Linked DNA regions of Arachis hypogaea: region 1 is linked to region 2. Evidence: chromatin contacts called from public Hi-C data. All regions are on one chromosome and are shown on one strand. The core of a region is the stretch at or near the end of the contact, and the rest is flanking DNA. Distances in the headings are between cores, read along the strand shown. Region 1 holds the start of LOC112750890 (COP1-interacting protein 7). Region 2 overlaps LOC112750889 (dihydropyrimidine dehydrogenase (NADP(+)), chloroplastic).

What was found. Hi-C and Micro-C count contacts between places; a contact is called where the count stands out from the background.
Region 1: a Hi-C map of leaf shows a contact between it and region 2, with 3 times the contacts expected there. The contact joins the promoter of LOC112750890 here to the enhancer-like site in region 2. A contact is called at or near these places in 2 of 8 Hi-C or Micro-C datasets (leaf and an unstated tissue).

What each region holds. Positions count from the first base shown.
Region 1 is chr15:139,440,921-139,448,368 of arahy.Tifrunner.gnm2.J5K5, reverse strand. It overlaps LOC112750890 (COP1-interacting protein 7), which reads left to right and starts at 2,589. Exons shown (of 9, transcript XM_072216934.1): 1 at 2,589-3,444; 2 at 3,559-3,735; 3 at 4,316-4,443; 4 at 4,584-4,636; 5 at 4,719-4,768; 6 at 4,860-5,012; 7 at 5,098-5,306; 8 at 5,382-7,069; 9 at 7,240-7,448. The coding sequence starts at 3,386. The coding sequence ends at 7,434.
Region 2 is chr15:139,393,054-139,400,602 of arahy.Tifrunner.gnm2.J5K5, reverse strand. LOC112750889 (dihydropyrimidine dehydrogenase (NADP(+)), chloroplastic) reads right to left here. Exons shown (of 7, transcript XM_025799808.3): 1 at 7,314-7,549; 2 at 4,972-5,235; 3 at 4,716-4,886; 4 at 4,372-4,484; 5 at 4,096-4,282; 6 at 3,877-3,986; 7 at 3,144-3,520. The coding sequence ends at 3,364. Among protein-coding and RNA genes, the nearest start is that of LOC112750889, 4.1 kb to the right of the region's middle. Within about 2 kb of position 2,177, at least 2 of the 3 cell types and tissues checked have open chromatin away from gene starts, as enhancers often do.

The DNA.
Region 1 (7,448 bases), core at 1,340-3,839, 47 kb before region 2:
TGTCATCCTGCCATTGATACAGTCCAACCCATCCGTCAGCATCCCTATACTACAAGGTGCAGTTAGGCAAAGCTATCACTTCAAACCTTCGTATAGAAATGTCTGGATGGCGAAGTAAAAGGTAATTGCGCAGATATATGGAGATTAGGAGGAGTCACATAATAAAGTGCCTAGGTTGCTGCAAGCACTGCAAAGTTGTTATCCCGGAACAATATGTGAGTTCAAGGTCATACTGTACTATGATGGACACCTTATGGTGCGCGACTGTAGCATGTTTGATAAGGTATTCTGGGCCTTCCCTGTCTGTGTGGAGGCATTTAAGCATTGCAAGCTATTCGTCTCTGTTGATGGCACACATTTGTATGGCAAATATGGTGGTGCTTTACTTATTGCAGTAGCACAAGATGGTAACAACAACATTCTTCCTGTTGCTTTTGTAATTGTTGAGTCTGAGAGCACCGAGTCCTGGTCTTTCTTTGTTACGAATTTGAGACAATATGTGACCCCACAAGATGGCTTGTTGATTATTTCTAACAGATCCCAGGTGATCAAGGTTGCACTAAGAGCCGACGATAGTGGCTGGCATCCTCTTAGAGCGTTTCATGCTTATTATGTCAGGCACATGGCTGCGAACTTTACATCTCGTTTCAAGTTTGTCGAGAACAAGCAATATCTAATAAACGTTGCTTATAGCCCAAGCAAAGTTGGGTACCAGTGGTACATAGATGCCTTAAGATGTTTGTCGCGAGAGATGGCAGACATGGCTGGTAGGTTCAATATGTGCATCCGGTGTAGTTGCAGTCTGTTGTATTCAAGATGTATGAGACGGAGTTTCCACCGATACCAGATGCGAAGCTTTGGCTGGAGTGGTACGAAACACGGCTGCATCCTAATCCAGCCATGCGTAGGAAGACTACTGGCAGACCTATTTTCACCAGATTTCGTAATGAGATGGATGAGGGTAAGCGTCAAGAGAAGATGTGTAGTCTATGCAGACAAATCGGGCATACTCGAAAAGACTGTCCAAACCAATGGCTTAGTTTAGTTTCACGATGCAGTTGTTTGTTAGTTGTCAAAAAACATTTAGTGTGTTCTTTATTTACTTCGTTTATTTTGTACTTGAATGTTAGTTTCTTGTTTAGATCCTTACGATGTTTTTGTTATTAGGGTTTTAGGTTTAGGGTTTATTTTGATTAAATTAAACTTTAATGCACTTTTCTTCATTATTGAATTCTAAAATTTTGAATTTAGCACGTTAACACATTTACATACAACAATAACTAAAATTACGTAAAAGGTGGCTAACAATATAAATAATAGCAAGGACACAATTTACAACAACGATGCTAACGAACTTAAATATTGTGCCAAGCTACAACTTTAATAACAAATAAAATAACGTAAAGTCTATACATAGGGACACTCTACTATACAGATTAAAGTTGTATAGAGAGAGAATATAAATTATTTTTATAATTATTTTTTATTATTTTATTGTTGTTCAAAATGTGAGTCCTATCTTTTTCAATCTCTCTTTCATCCTATAAAAGGAAAGATCTATAAACTTACATCTTTACCATATAATTCATCCTAAACATATCAATATCATTGGTGCTGATTATCATGGTAATACAGGTGGTGATCATCATGTTGCGTTCAGTTGATTGATGTCTGTATGATGTGCATTGGCGTGCACCATAATCTCTTAGTAATTCAATAATATGATTAAAAAAAGGTACAAGTAGAAAAAAAAAAGTTGAAGAAATGGATATAACAAGGACTCAAATGGCGCTATGGACGAAATACATGTATATAGACTTCATCCACTCTTATCTCGTTTACACTGTAAAGGAGATAGGACCGTTATACGTCATGTGTACAAACGTGATACGACTGTATCGTTTTGTGTCTTATCTCATTTATAGTGTAAATGAGATACATGCATTCTTATTTTATTTACGAGATAAGAGATACGGTAATTTTTGTAAAAATACTATAAACCGTATATTTTGATAAATAAAATAAAAATCCATTCAGTTAATCTATGCATTCAGATTTATGTTTTCCCCTTAGGGAAAAAAATATATCTGAATTTGGATATGTGGACATTCCTCATATAATAGGAATAAAAAGGAGGGAAAAAAAAGAAGGGGGAGGGGGGGGGGTGGTTAAAATGAGAAATAAATCTAATGTGAATTGTGAAGTCTTAATAATGAATTGTGAAGTGAAGTGTCTGATTCCTGTCTCAAGCAAAGCAAGTAAAAAATCTGTGCTGTATTCATAAATAAATTGTTAATATTGGGCATTAATCAATCAAACAAAGGGAAAAGTGCATTTAAAATTATAAGCATATTCCTTTCCAACCTGACATATCCTATCAATCACCACTGCAAGACAACTGGTGTGAGGTGCCAAACCAAACATTTGCCAATGCTTCCACCGTCTTGTCTTTTAACTTTTAAGGATAAACACTTAAATGGTCTTAAAAGCACACATATATACGATCAATATTTATTTCTTTATAATGTTTCAAATATATTAAATCATTAATATTAAAGGCATAGCAAACACTAGTCATGAGAGGAAAACTTGCACAAGCATACTATAATGAATAATCACCATAGCTCTAATAAATAATAACCAGATCGAATCAGTCCGTTCAATCTGCTTAATCAAAAACTTACCATCCGACAATTCTAGTTTAAAACAAAAATTATTTGACAGTAATCAGTTAAAAATAAAAATACAGATAAAAAACGAATTAACCGGTATAATTTTTTAGCGTTAAACCTTAAACATGTTTAAAAAAATAAATTATAAAAAAAAGTTTTTTAAATTATATATCTTATACATAAATATATTATTTTATTATATTTAATTTAACATTAATTGAACTTCAATTGAATGTTTAAATTTTTAAACTTTGAACTTTATAAATTCGATCATCAATTGAGTTTTTAAAACCTTGATAATCACCATTCACTTGATGACTTTTTGATTTTTGTGGCTGCTGGCGTCATTGATACAAAAGCTTAGGCACAGAAGATGAGTGTGGGTTAGTAAAAAGATACGGTAGACATTAGTAGAAAGAAGGTGTCACCGTTGCATGTGACTTTTGGCGTTGAAATCCAATAACATTACCCCACTTCACACTCCATGTGCCATGCTGAATCTCTCTGCTGTCTCTCTTATTTTTTCTTTCTTCTATTCTTTCTATCACATGACACTGTCATAACTCATAAGTCATGTTTCACAACTAGTTGTAGTAGTAGATACTATGCTACTATCAACTTTCTAGCATTTTCACCAGCACAAACAAATCTAATTAACGTTGTTCAGTGTTTAGTTTGTTATGTTCTGACAGTTTTCTCTGCTTCTTCTTAGCATGGATTCCAAGGCTGTTCTGGATTATGCTTTGTTTCAACTCACACCAACCAGGACCAGGTAATGTTTTGAGGCACCCCAGAATTTCTATGATCTCAAGAATTAATCTTTTTTGGTTTCCAGGATTAGTGGATGGGTTTTGGAATTTTGGGTTTGATCCTTTTTCTTCTGCAGATGTGAGCTGGTAGTGTTTTGTGGTGGTGTTCGTGAGAAAATAGCTTCAGGGTTGTTTGAGCCTTTTGTTTCTCACCTCAAGTTTGTGAAAGATGAGATCTCTAAAGGTGGATACTCAATTAAGCTTCTCCCTCCAAACAATTCTGCATTCTGGTTCTCCAAGGCCACCTTTGAAAGGTGATTATTCCTTTCCCCCTTATCTGGTTTTCCCTCTTTTCACTTTTATTCTTTTGTGGATAATCACGGTGTTTGTAAATGATTCTTCATTTGTTCTTTGGTTTCAATAGAGTACTTATCCTATTTCCAATTAAGTTTGAAGAACCCCGGAATCAATGAATCAATGAATCAATTACCTTTGCATTGAAAGTGCTTAAGTGCTTTAGATATGATTGGGAATGGTTTTTCAAATGCATATTGACTTAGGAATTTCTAAATGTTCTTAATTATTAGTTAATTAAGCAGGGATTGATGAATGAAATCCAACTAGTTGAATGATGACTATCACATTAGTCATGGAATTAGTTTACTTGGTTTTATAGATTTGGAGAATAGGGATTCATTTTTTGTTGGATACTTTGATTCAAACTATTTCGACAGTATAATTTGGAAAGTAGTCTACCCCGGAGAGTGGTGAGGCTTTGGAAATTAAGACATGTTGTGCATTTTTTGCTCTGTTCATGACCTATATATCCTTCATCCAATTCACATCAATCCAATTTCTTCATCGTATTAAGACATGCTGTGCAATTTTTTTTAGATTTGTGCGATTCGTTAGCACACCTGCGATTTTGGAGAGGTTCGTCAGCCTTGAAAAAGAAATCCTGCAGATTGAAAGTTCATTTCAAGCAAATGCTTTGTCGATGTCCACTGCATCTTCCGATGAAGGTATGGCTAGGAGCTGCAATTTCAAGCATGTTTTGCAGATATTTCTTTGAGAATTGATTAGTAATTGTTCTTAGAATAGAATTGAATTCCAAGAAACCGCACTTCTTAAGTAGTTGTCTTACTAAAATTCCTTTGTATAGGAACCGCGCCACAAGCCAATGGAATTACAAGGAGGTTGAGTGATTCTGCAAAGGTATTTATCTCCCAACATGTATGTCAAAATTACTTAAGAGTCTCTAAGAATTCTATTGATTTATGTTTGTTATTTGTTTCAGTTAAATGGAGTAATTGAAGATGTTGACAATAAAGAAGAGGAAAGCTCAAAGTAAGTTTCTACCTCTTCAATTGAAGTGTAATCTTCTTTGTTTTGCTAGTTTTAAATTTGTTCCTAAGTTTTCAATTTCCATATCGTTTAGGGTCTCCCTGCAACGACTATTGGAGTCTCGAATAGCACTACTCCGGAAAGAGCAAGCTATGGCCTATACACGTGGTCTAGTTGCCGGATTTGAGATCAACAGTATTGATGATCTCATGCATTTTGCAAATGCATTTGGAGCATTGCGTTTGAGGTATGAACTGGAATTGATTAGCATATTAAGAAGGTTCTGTGTATTATTATGCACTAAGAGAAAGCTGATTCTTACATGCTTATAGGGAAGCCTGCATTAACTTCAAGGATTTATGGAGCAAAAAGCATGCTGATGATCTTTGGATAAAAGAAGTTGCTGCAATGCAATCATGCTTACCTCCGGCGATCTTATTTTCCGAGACATCCGGAATTGTGCTAGCAAACGATACTATTGAGAATAATAGCACTAAGGATGCTGGAGAACTGGAAACACCAAATTCTGGTAAAAAAGAAGGTATCATTTTATTGTTTTTCAATTTTCTTTTACCATATTATATTGAAGTTTACACCGAGTTTCTACAATCTGCAGATGTGAACTTGGCTTCAACTGATCCGAAACCACCACACATGGCGAATGTTCATATGCCGATGCCATGGCCTTACAATGTACCTCCTCCATATATGTACAATCTTCAGCAAATGCCGCCATACCAAGGATATCCTATGACTAATATGCAGCCTGTTCCTCCTCACCTTTTAAGAAATATGCAATGGTCTTCTGACATGGCAATGAATCAGAAACCATCAGAAACCAAGAAGAAGAAATCAACAAATAAGAAAGGGCATGAAGAAGATGAAGATGAGAAGACCGAGTCGAGCGAGTCTGATTCAGGGAGTGAGTCTAATTCAGATGAAGAGCAGGAGTCGAATCATTCGGTGAAGGATGCTCTGAAAAGGAAAAAGAACAGAAGAAAGTCTTCAGGAACTGTTGTGATTCGTAACATCAACTACATTACTCCAAAAAGGAGAAATGGAAATGATGGTGAAAGCTCTGATGAATCATCTTTAGATGATGGTGATGACGGTGGCAGCGAAGAAGCCATCAAACAGAAAGTTGGTGCTGCTCTTGAGTCCTTGCAAAAGGTTCATAAAGTTGAAAAACATGCTAACGGAAAGAAAGCACATTCTCGGCGCAGTTTAACTAAATCGAGTGATTCAACTGATCATGATCTCACTGAAAACTCAGGCAATGCATCTGAAGAAGGAAACAAAAATGACAACTGGGATGCTTTCCAGAACCTATTGAAGATAGATGAAGATATTGGAGAAAAGGTGCAGCCAACAATTGATGTCCACAATGAACATCTTATGGTGCGAAACTCCATAGAACCAATGCCATATTCTAGTTCATCTCCACACATGGACTTCAAAGAGGTTCCGAAGAATCCTAAAGTCCCGAGTGACTCCTTCATTGTGGCCAACAGAAATGGAGCAAATGAAGGTGGATTCAAGCTGGATGAATATGTAGACAGCCGTGGTTCGGTTACCAAGAGGAGGGACAGCATAGGAGAAGAGATGCTGATGTCTAATAGGCTAAAAGAAACCGGAAATGAACTCGGCAATCCATTATCTACTTTTGTAGCCGATTCGTCATTGGTAACAAAGAGCATAGCAGCAGATGATTGTTTTATTGTTGATAATTTGGATAAGAACAGGAGTCCTGTTCCCACAGTTGATGGTGATTGTGTTTTGTCATCAGTCAATGATAGCTCCCATGCTGAAAAAAGAAGTCAAGAAAGTTTCATTGATGATTCTTTTATGATACAAGGTCAGTTGGTTGATAATAGTCCTTCTGATTCACAATGGAGGACAGACATAGTTGTTGAAGATCTAGTTTCCGCGAACATGATGGAAGCCGACACGGCTGCTTCGAGTCAGAAGCGTGAGGAAGAGCCCAGTGACCTCTATGTAGTGTTACAACGGGATTCTGGATTGGATTCTGTTGAGGCTTCGAGGACAATGGACTACGAAATTGACTTCTCTTTCACAGAAACTTGTAGAAGGTCTTCTATTGATGTCAACAAGGATGTTCCTGTTACTCCTGAGAATGACAAAACCAAAAGCAAAGTTTCAGGAACTAGGAGTTTGGAGAAGGACAAGCCTAATTCCAAGAGTATTCGCGGATCGTCCGTGAAGAGCAGGCCTGAAATCACACCTAGGAACAAAAGGACACCTCTCACGAGTAGACCAATAGTTCAAAAGAGCAAACGGGAACAGGTATACAAAACCTCTGATAAAGTCACTTGTCCCAAAAGCTTAAGCTGATAGGAGAAGTATACGAATGATTATATATCTATTATGTTATATCTTGGTTTCTTTGCATATTATTGTTTTGGATAACAATTGAATAGTCCTAAATCTAATTCTCAATGGTGTTTGTTAAATAGGAAGATGAAATTAGGAAGAGAATGGAAGAATTGGCGCTCGAGCGCCAGTGGAGAATTGCAGAAAGAACAGCATCGTCCAGTCTAGCGAGAGCAGCACCGAGGAAAGACCAAGGTGAAGGGAAAGCAGCAAGACTTAATAGCAAGACTCAATCCATAAACAGGACTATTTCTACCACCAAGGTCAGGGGAACTTAGCCAAGATCAGCTTC
Region 2 (7,549 bases), core at 928-3,427:
AAAAAAAATTATGACCAATTCAAGAATAATTTTACAAAATAACCTTTAATACAAGCAAATCAAATATATTTATCATTCATTATTATTGAATTAATCCTAATTTTTTAAAAAATTTAGTTGTCGGGATATATTTGATATGAATAAAAAATTTTAGAACAAAACTGAAACAAAAGTTTTAAAAATATTTTTAAAATTTTTGACAAATTTCAAGGACAAAAAATTTACACTTTAACATATATATATATTCCTTAGGGGAACTGTTTAATTTCTTTCTTTTCTTTTATTATTATTGGTTTCTTTAACAGTTCTAATTTTTTACACTGGTATATTAAAGGTTTCTTATTGTGAAATTTGGTTTTGGATTAAAAAAAAATTTTCCATTTTCTTATTAACAAATCTTCACCAATATGTTGTTATTTATTTTTAGATTTAAATGGCAAAAATAATGTTCATAATTAGCTTTTAATATATATATACTAATGAGAGTGAAATAAGTGCTTGTGTTTGCTTTTAAAACAGTATAAGTTAAATATTTGTCAGTAAATATATAATAATGTAAAACCCCAATATTTTCACTAAATAATAATGAAACAAATATTTCAAAAACTATAATTTAAGAAGTTCATCTTTTGAAGACAAGATTATTTCATATCACTCTAATATATCATTAACTGTTTTAGTTTTTTTTTTTTTTTTTCTGTAGATTATGAGCTATTTTCTTACGAAAATAATGTACAATGTTTGAGGGAAAACATTATTTTGAGAATGATGACAATATTTATATGATGTGATGGTGATGGGTCATATATATTATACAAATAAAAAGGTTCTTAGATTAAATAATAGATATTAACCTAATCCATATACAAAATATATTAGGGAAATAGTATACTGGCAATGAATAAGGATTTCTTTGTAATTTCCATTATATATTTGTGCTCCATGTATAAGAGTCCTTGATAATATGAAGTAGGCATACTCAAACGTACAATGAACATGATATATACAATATGAAATATTTAGATATATTAATTTTACGTTTTTATAAGATGTGGTATACAATATATATAAAATACAAAATATTTATTAGATAAATTATAATAATATCTTATTATTTTATTAATATTAAATATAAATTAATATTTTTTAATTATATAAAATATTTAAAATAATTTATATTTTAATAAATAATAGTATATATAATTTAATTTTTAAACTCGTCTAAAAAATATAAGTTAAATACACTTACTTGTGATGGTATTTAAGTGTTTAAGTGTGTCAATTTTTTTTTAATGTTTTATTAAATATGGTTAATTATGAAAGACACACTTATTGAATGCGAATGAGTGCCGTGTTCGAAATGTATCCGATATGCTGGCGATAACTCAATAAAGTGTAAATAACTCATAGCAACCCTAAGATAATAATAATAATAATAATAAATACACCTTAACAACATATAAAAACATATATGATTTCCTTTACTTTACCCATCATTAGGGGTGGCAAATGGGCCTAAATCCGCCGGTCCGGACCGCGTAACCCGCCAAAAAAGGCGGGCTGAGCTGGTAAATTAGGACCGCCAAATAGCAAAAGTCCGCCTAACCCGCACCGTTTAAACCGCGGGCTTTGGCGGGGCGGGCTTCCCCGCCGGGCTTAGTATTTTTTTATCAAGGGGTATTTTTACAATTTTTTTTGCCAAAACCCAACATCCCCCAACCCAACTTACAAGAGAATAAAGATGAAAATTGAGTGTTTTGGATTATGTTTATTTTGTTTTAGAGACTATTTATAATTATGTTTTGGATTATGTTTATTTTGCTTTGGGAACAATATTTATAATTATGTTTTGGATGAAAACTTGGTTTATAATTATGTTTATTAGATATTTATAATTACAAAGACTTTAATATTTGTGAATATAAAAATTATAATTTGTTTATACTTTTAGAAATTATAATAGTTAAAAGTAAAAAATAGAAAAAAATTTTTTATGCTTTTATATATATTATTTAATAGTTAAAAAAAAAAGAAGATATTTAGCGGGTTTAGCCCGCCGGCCCGCCAGCCCGCCATTAGGCGGGGCGGAGTGGGATTTTGGGACCGCCTCACTAGGCGGGGCAGGGCGGACCAGCCCGCCAAAGGGCGGGCTTCTGGCGGAGCGGTCCCCGCTTGCCACCCCTACCCATCATACACATGCAAAAACAAACAGGCCAATAATAAAAACTTTATAACTACTATAGATATTCAGAAAAAATCAGGTACATGTAAAGAAGTTCATCCATAAGATACTTGATGAATCATTAAACACTTCACCTTTTTCTTCTTGGTGGGAGAATCGAATTTTGGTAAGATCATTAAAAAAAAGGTTAGTTTTGAGTTTAAGCTTAGGAGATCTATGAAGCAAAAGACCAAAGTCCAACCATATGGCCCAGCAATCTTACAACGTTTGACTGTATGATTTTAAGTGTATTATCTTAGGAGGGAAAAAAGATTGTATCTGACTTTATTTTTTTACGATAAGCTATCGATGCTAAAGGCTCGTGAGTTCGCACTTTTTCTTTATAACTTGTCATTTTCAAATGTTCTATGGCTTGCCTTTTCTATAAGCTTTTGATTTTTCTTCAGTGATTCCATCGTGGTGACATACTGAATATTCTTCCTATATTATATATATTAGCTAATATTTTATTTATTAAACGTGTAAAATTAATAAAAATAGAATTAGTTCAAATGAAAATTGTTTATAATTTAACTAAGGGACCTTTGCTTCAAGCCCTGAAAATAAAAGGAAAAGAAATTGGATTATATATATAAAAAAGTGTACACTAACTATTTTTACATCCTCTATATATATTATGAAAGGATAGATATCTCAACGATTCGAGGAAACCTATTTCTAGTGTTTAATTACTATTAATTAGCTTGTGCTATATTTTTGAAGCTTGTGATCAAATAAAAAATTGTTGCCAAATAATAAAAAAAATATCACCTTAATTTTAGTTATATTTTTCTTTATAGTTTGCCAGCAGATATAGTCCACTTTCTGGTCATGTTTAATTATAACTTGAACACACAACTAATGATGGCAAAAACGGTTTAAAGACTTAAAGAAATTTGGTAGTTTAACAACTGAAGAACACCCTAAAAGAATTAAAATACTTTCAAGTTTAAACAACGTCACATTTTCTCAAGTGCACCAAAGAAAGTAAAATTAAAATTGACTTCCATTAGTTCCTGACCCTAAAACTAAGAGCCTTATGTGTTTCATTTCCATGTTACCCAAATTTTCATGAACATATATATATAATCATGCAAAGAAAGGCTTTGCATTTTTCACTTGTTTGATTGATGAAGACGATTTCAGTTGGAAACCATGCTTTCAGATTCTTTAACAAAACCATCACCTGTCCAATCTTTATCAGATTGCAACCCTTTCTTTATGGCTTTCCTCTGCCTTATTGCTTCTTGCTGCCTTTGGACCAAATCAGTGTGAGTAGTGAAGTACTGAAGAGAAGCCCTGCAATTTTCGTCCCAGTAAACAAAAAAGAAAAGGAAAATATCAGAATGCTTTTCTTCCATCTTTGTATTTCAATCTACTGGAAAGTTGAAACCAGATCAGTTTCTGTTAATAAGGTTTTTGTCCCTTAGAATGTGATTTCCTCTTTTAATCCCCGGTCCTTGTCGTTAGTTTGTCTCTGATAAATGTTGACGTGGTAGATGAAATGCGACATGCAAGGGTTGAATTTCTGTCTATCACGTCAGCATTTAACAGGAACTAAGACTAATCATCTTGTGAATTTTGCAGGGACTAGAAAAGAAATTACGATTTTATAGGGACTAAAAACGTATTTGGCCAATTTTAAGTTCTATTACCCTCTGAAATCTTCAATTGATGTGAAGTTGTGCTTTCTCATGAAGTCTTTAAGTTCATCACATAGTTTCTTCACAAGACCATAGCCATGCATCATAACACCAGTGCACACCTATAGTTTGAAAAGATCTGCTTAGTTTTTGTCATAAATTAATTGAACAAGGTTTTCAATCTGATAAGGAGAAACTTGATAAGGCCTAATCGGCGTTCATCAATCATACCTGAACAGTGTTTGCCCCAAGAAGAATGAACTCTGCAGCGTCACCACCCGTCTCGACACCTCCAATGCCTGAAAGTGAATACTTGTCCATATCAAATTCTGACTTCATCATTTTCGCGATACTCATGACCTTCCCAAGTGCTATTGGATGGACTGCCTTTGCTGAGTATCCCCCAGGAGTAGAGTACCTGATAACATTATTTAGATAAATCATATATTTAAGATGATCGAAAAATAACAGAAGAAATGCGAAGTTGGTATGAATGAGATTACAAACCCCTCAACACAAGGCTCGGGACGTAATGTATTTAGATTGATTCCCATGACACTCATGATTGTATTTATGGCAGCTACTCCCTTGCATCCTGATTGAAGGGCAACTCTGGCTGGCTATAAGCAAAAGAATCCCCAAAAATTACCAATATGATAATCATGAAAGATCAATAAATATTATGTATCACTTGTTAAGTAAGATTGATTTAATGAAGTTTACCAAGACAATTCAAATGTAAACTCAATATTTTATGAAAATTACAAATTTTGAAGAAGTTCTCACTTAATTCTTAAAAACAGCATGATATGCGTAGAGTATAAAAGGACAGGACAAGATATGAAATCAACCTGAGAAATATCAGTTATGTTGGGAGTCATCTTGGCCCAAACAGGAACCGTAGCTTTCGAATTTATCCATCCACAAACCTCTTCCAGAAGAGCACAATCTTGTCCAACAGCCGCACCCATTTTGCGTTCCGGCATTCCATGAGGACAGGAGAAATTTACTTCAATTGCATCCTAAAAGAACATCAAAGAGGTCAGGTATTTTCAATAAGAATAAAAAGTACTCGGTTTCACAAATCATCCAAGAAACAAAACTCACAACTCCAGTTTGCTCAACCCTATCAATAAGCTCCTCCCAAGCAACTTTGTTGTACTCCTCCATGATTGAAGCAATGAGAATTCTATCCGGGTATTCTTCTTTTAGTTGCTTGAATTCTTTCAACATCGTTTCAAGTGGCCTATCACTGATGAGTTCTATGTTCTCCCACCCAATAATTTGTCCTAAGGCCGAGCCATTTGCACCTGCCCTTAGTCGGGCATATCGAGGAGTTACATTTATGACTTTTGCTGCATCAAGTGATACCTAGCAAGGAAATAATATCAATTCCAACAGTAATCTTTCAATAAGAATACCCTTAATCGGTTATATGTAGATTGACAAGAAGAAAATTTTGCTTCCAAAAGCAGACAGCAAAAATTATCATGGAAAGAATTGAAAATTTCAATGTACAGGCAAATTTTGACAAGTGACGTGGTACAGCATACAGATGAATGTATGAAGACAGGGAATTTCAAAACTCAGTCTAACTGAATAGTAGATTATATATAAAGATTAAACTATAGCTCTTCTATTCCACTTGTAAAAAAGAACAATTATGTCACAAAAAATATAACATTACTCCAAAGGGCTAATTCAAAAGCTTCTTCCACTCCATGCAGCATGCTCCATTATATATTTATATGGCAAACGTTTTGAAAAGCAAGTTTTATTGGATAGGAATTAGACCTTTGGCATCTATTTGGTGTAAAACTCATGATCTGTATAGTGGACTTTCCCTGTCAAACATTTTGAGAAATTGACAAGTTATGCTTTATAGATAAAACTTTTGTTTATTTTGCTTTTATATAGAGGAACTCTTATCCTCTATCTTGTATTATCCTTCTCCTCATCCTAATGAAATTCTTCTTTGTCAATATATACATAATGTCACAACTTCTCAAATTGTCAATAGGAAGAACAAGAACCTCTCACATACCACTTTAAACGTTTTATGACTAAGGGTTATTCTGAGTATCAGTTCTAACAGCCACAAAAGCTATCATAGCTCTTGACATTTGGCATCAAGCATATCCTCAAGAAGCAATATGCCAGCAGTCAATTTTCATTAGGCTCTCATCAGTAACCACTTAACTAGGCACTCATCAGTTGTTTCTTTTTTGGCACTATATCATTATGAATTCCCTATCACTTAATTCTTCAACTTTCCTTGAACAAAACATTTACTTTTCATGTAAGTTTCATGGTTCAGAAGCATAGAAAACAAAACTTAAAGTGGGGATCAAGATGTTATGAAAAAATAGAGAAAACACTACTGGCGATCTACACTGCCCAGTAAAACTTATGGAACTATGAACCATTTGAAAACAAAAGGTTGTAATGGTATTAGATATTCATCCACATTTTGAAGGCTTAGGATGATCAACTAATTTTATCACCCATCAGAATCGATGATTAACATTACTACTGAGAAGAAAGTACCTTATCTCTTCAAGCCAAAGAGAAAACAGAGTAGCTAGTTGACTGGTTTGGATCTGCTTATTTCTTTCACCAGAAAGCAAAAGAATTTACCCTGAGGGACTTTATGCGAGTTTGGAATTTGGAGGAAAGGGGAAGGGTTTGTAGTGTAAAAATTAAAAATATTAACACTACATGCTTTTCCTTCCCTTTCCCTCCAAAACACCAACTCACAAACAACCAATAAAGCACAATTTTTAAGAATAATACTTTTTTATTTCGGCTACTCTATATAATCCATGCATCATCATGTATCTAAATGATAGAAACATATAACTTGCAATGTGTCATAATTGTCAACATTCATCTTATGTGATCCTTTCAAGATTTTTTGTTTTCTTCCCCAGTCATCTTTCATGAAATTTTTAATTTTGTGTTCTCAGCAACAGTTTCAATTACTGATCTAAACCTTATTCTTTCGCAAGCAGGACGAAACCTAAATATTCATAAAGACTCGAGTCAACTAGGTGAGATTGATGATCTAGCAAGAAAAATCCAAGGCTAAAATATTTAAAAGCATCTAAAAAAGCATAATCTTAAAGCATATAACTTGCTAGTAATAGGACAACATAGGTTCAAAATAATACAAACACAAATACAAAATAAACTCCGAACCAAAAACAAAATCCAATTATAGCTGAACAACAAAGCATAAAGTGTTCAAGAAGGATATAACTTTCCATATTAAAGTATCGTCAACAATTGTCATCTATGTTTCACAGAACAGACAATAAAAAGTCCAAACGCTACTCCTTTTCAGCATTAAATTTTAGCAAACACCACCAAATTTTCATGCATCATAGTGTCACTATATAAGCTCATAAACACAAATTCTCTCCTATAGATACTAATGAAAAGAAACTTACAGTTTTGGCAATCACAGCACCCCATCCTTCATCAAAGGCCTTTTTCATAACAGTGTAATTGGTCCCTGGTGGACCTGATCCAATAACAAAAGGGTTTGCCATCTTCAACCCATTAACAGTGACACTAAGATCAGGCTCTGATGAAGCCTTATTATTACCATTCTCAGAGGCAGATACCCTAAACCCAACTCTGCAGGGACGTGCTTGAACCTTTCCACGACAATTCAACGAAAACC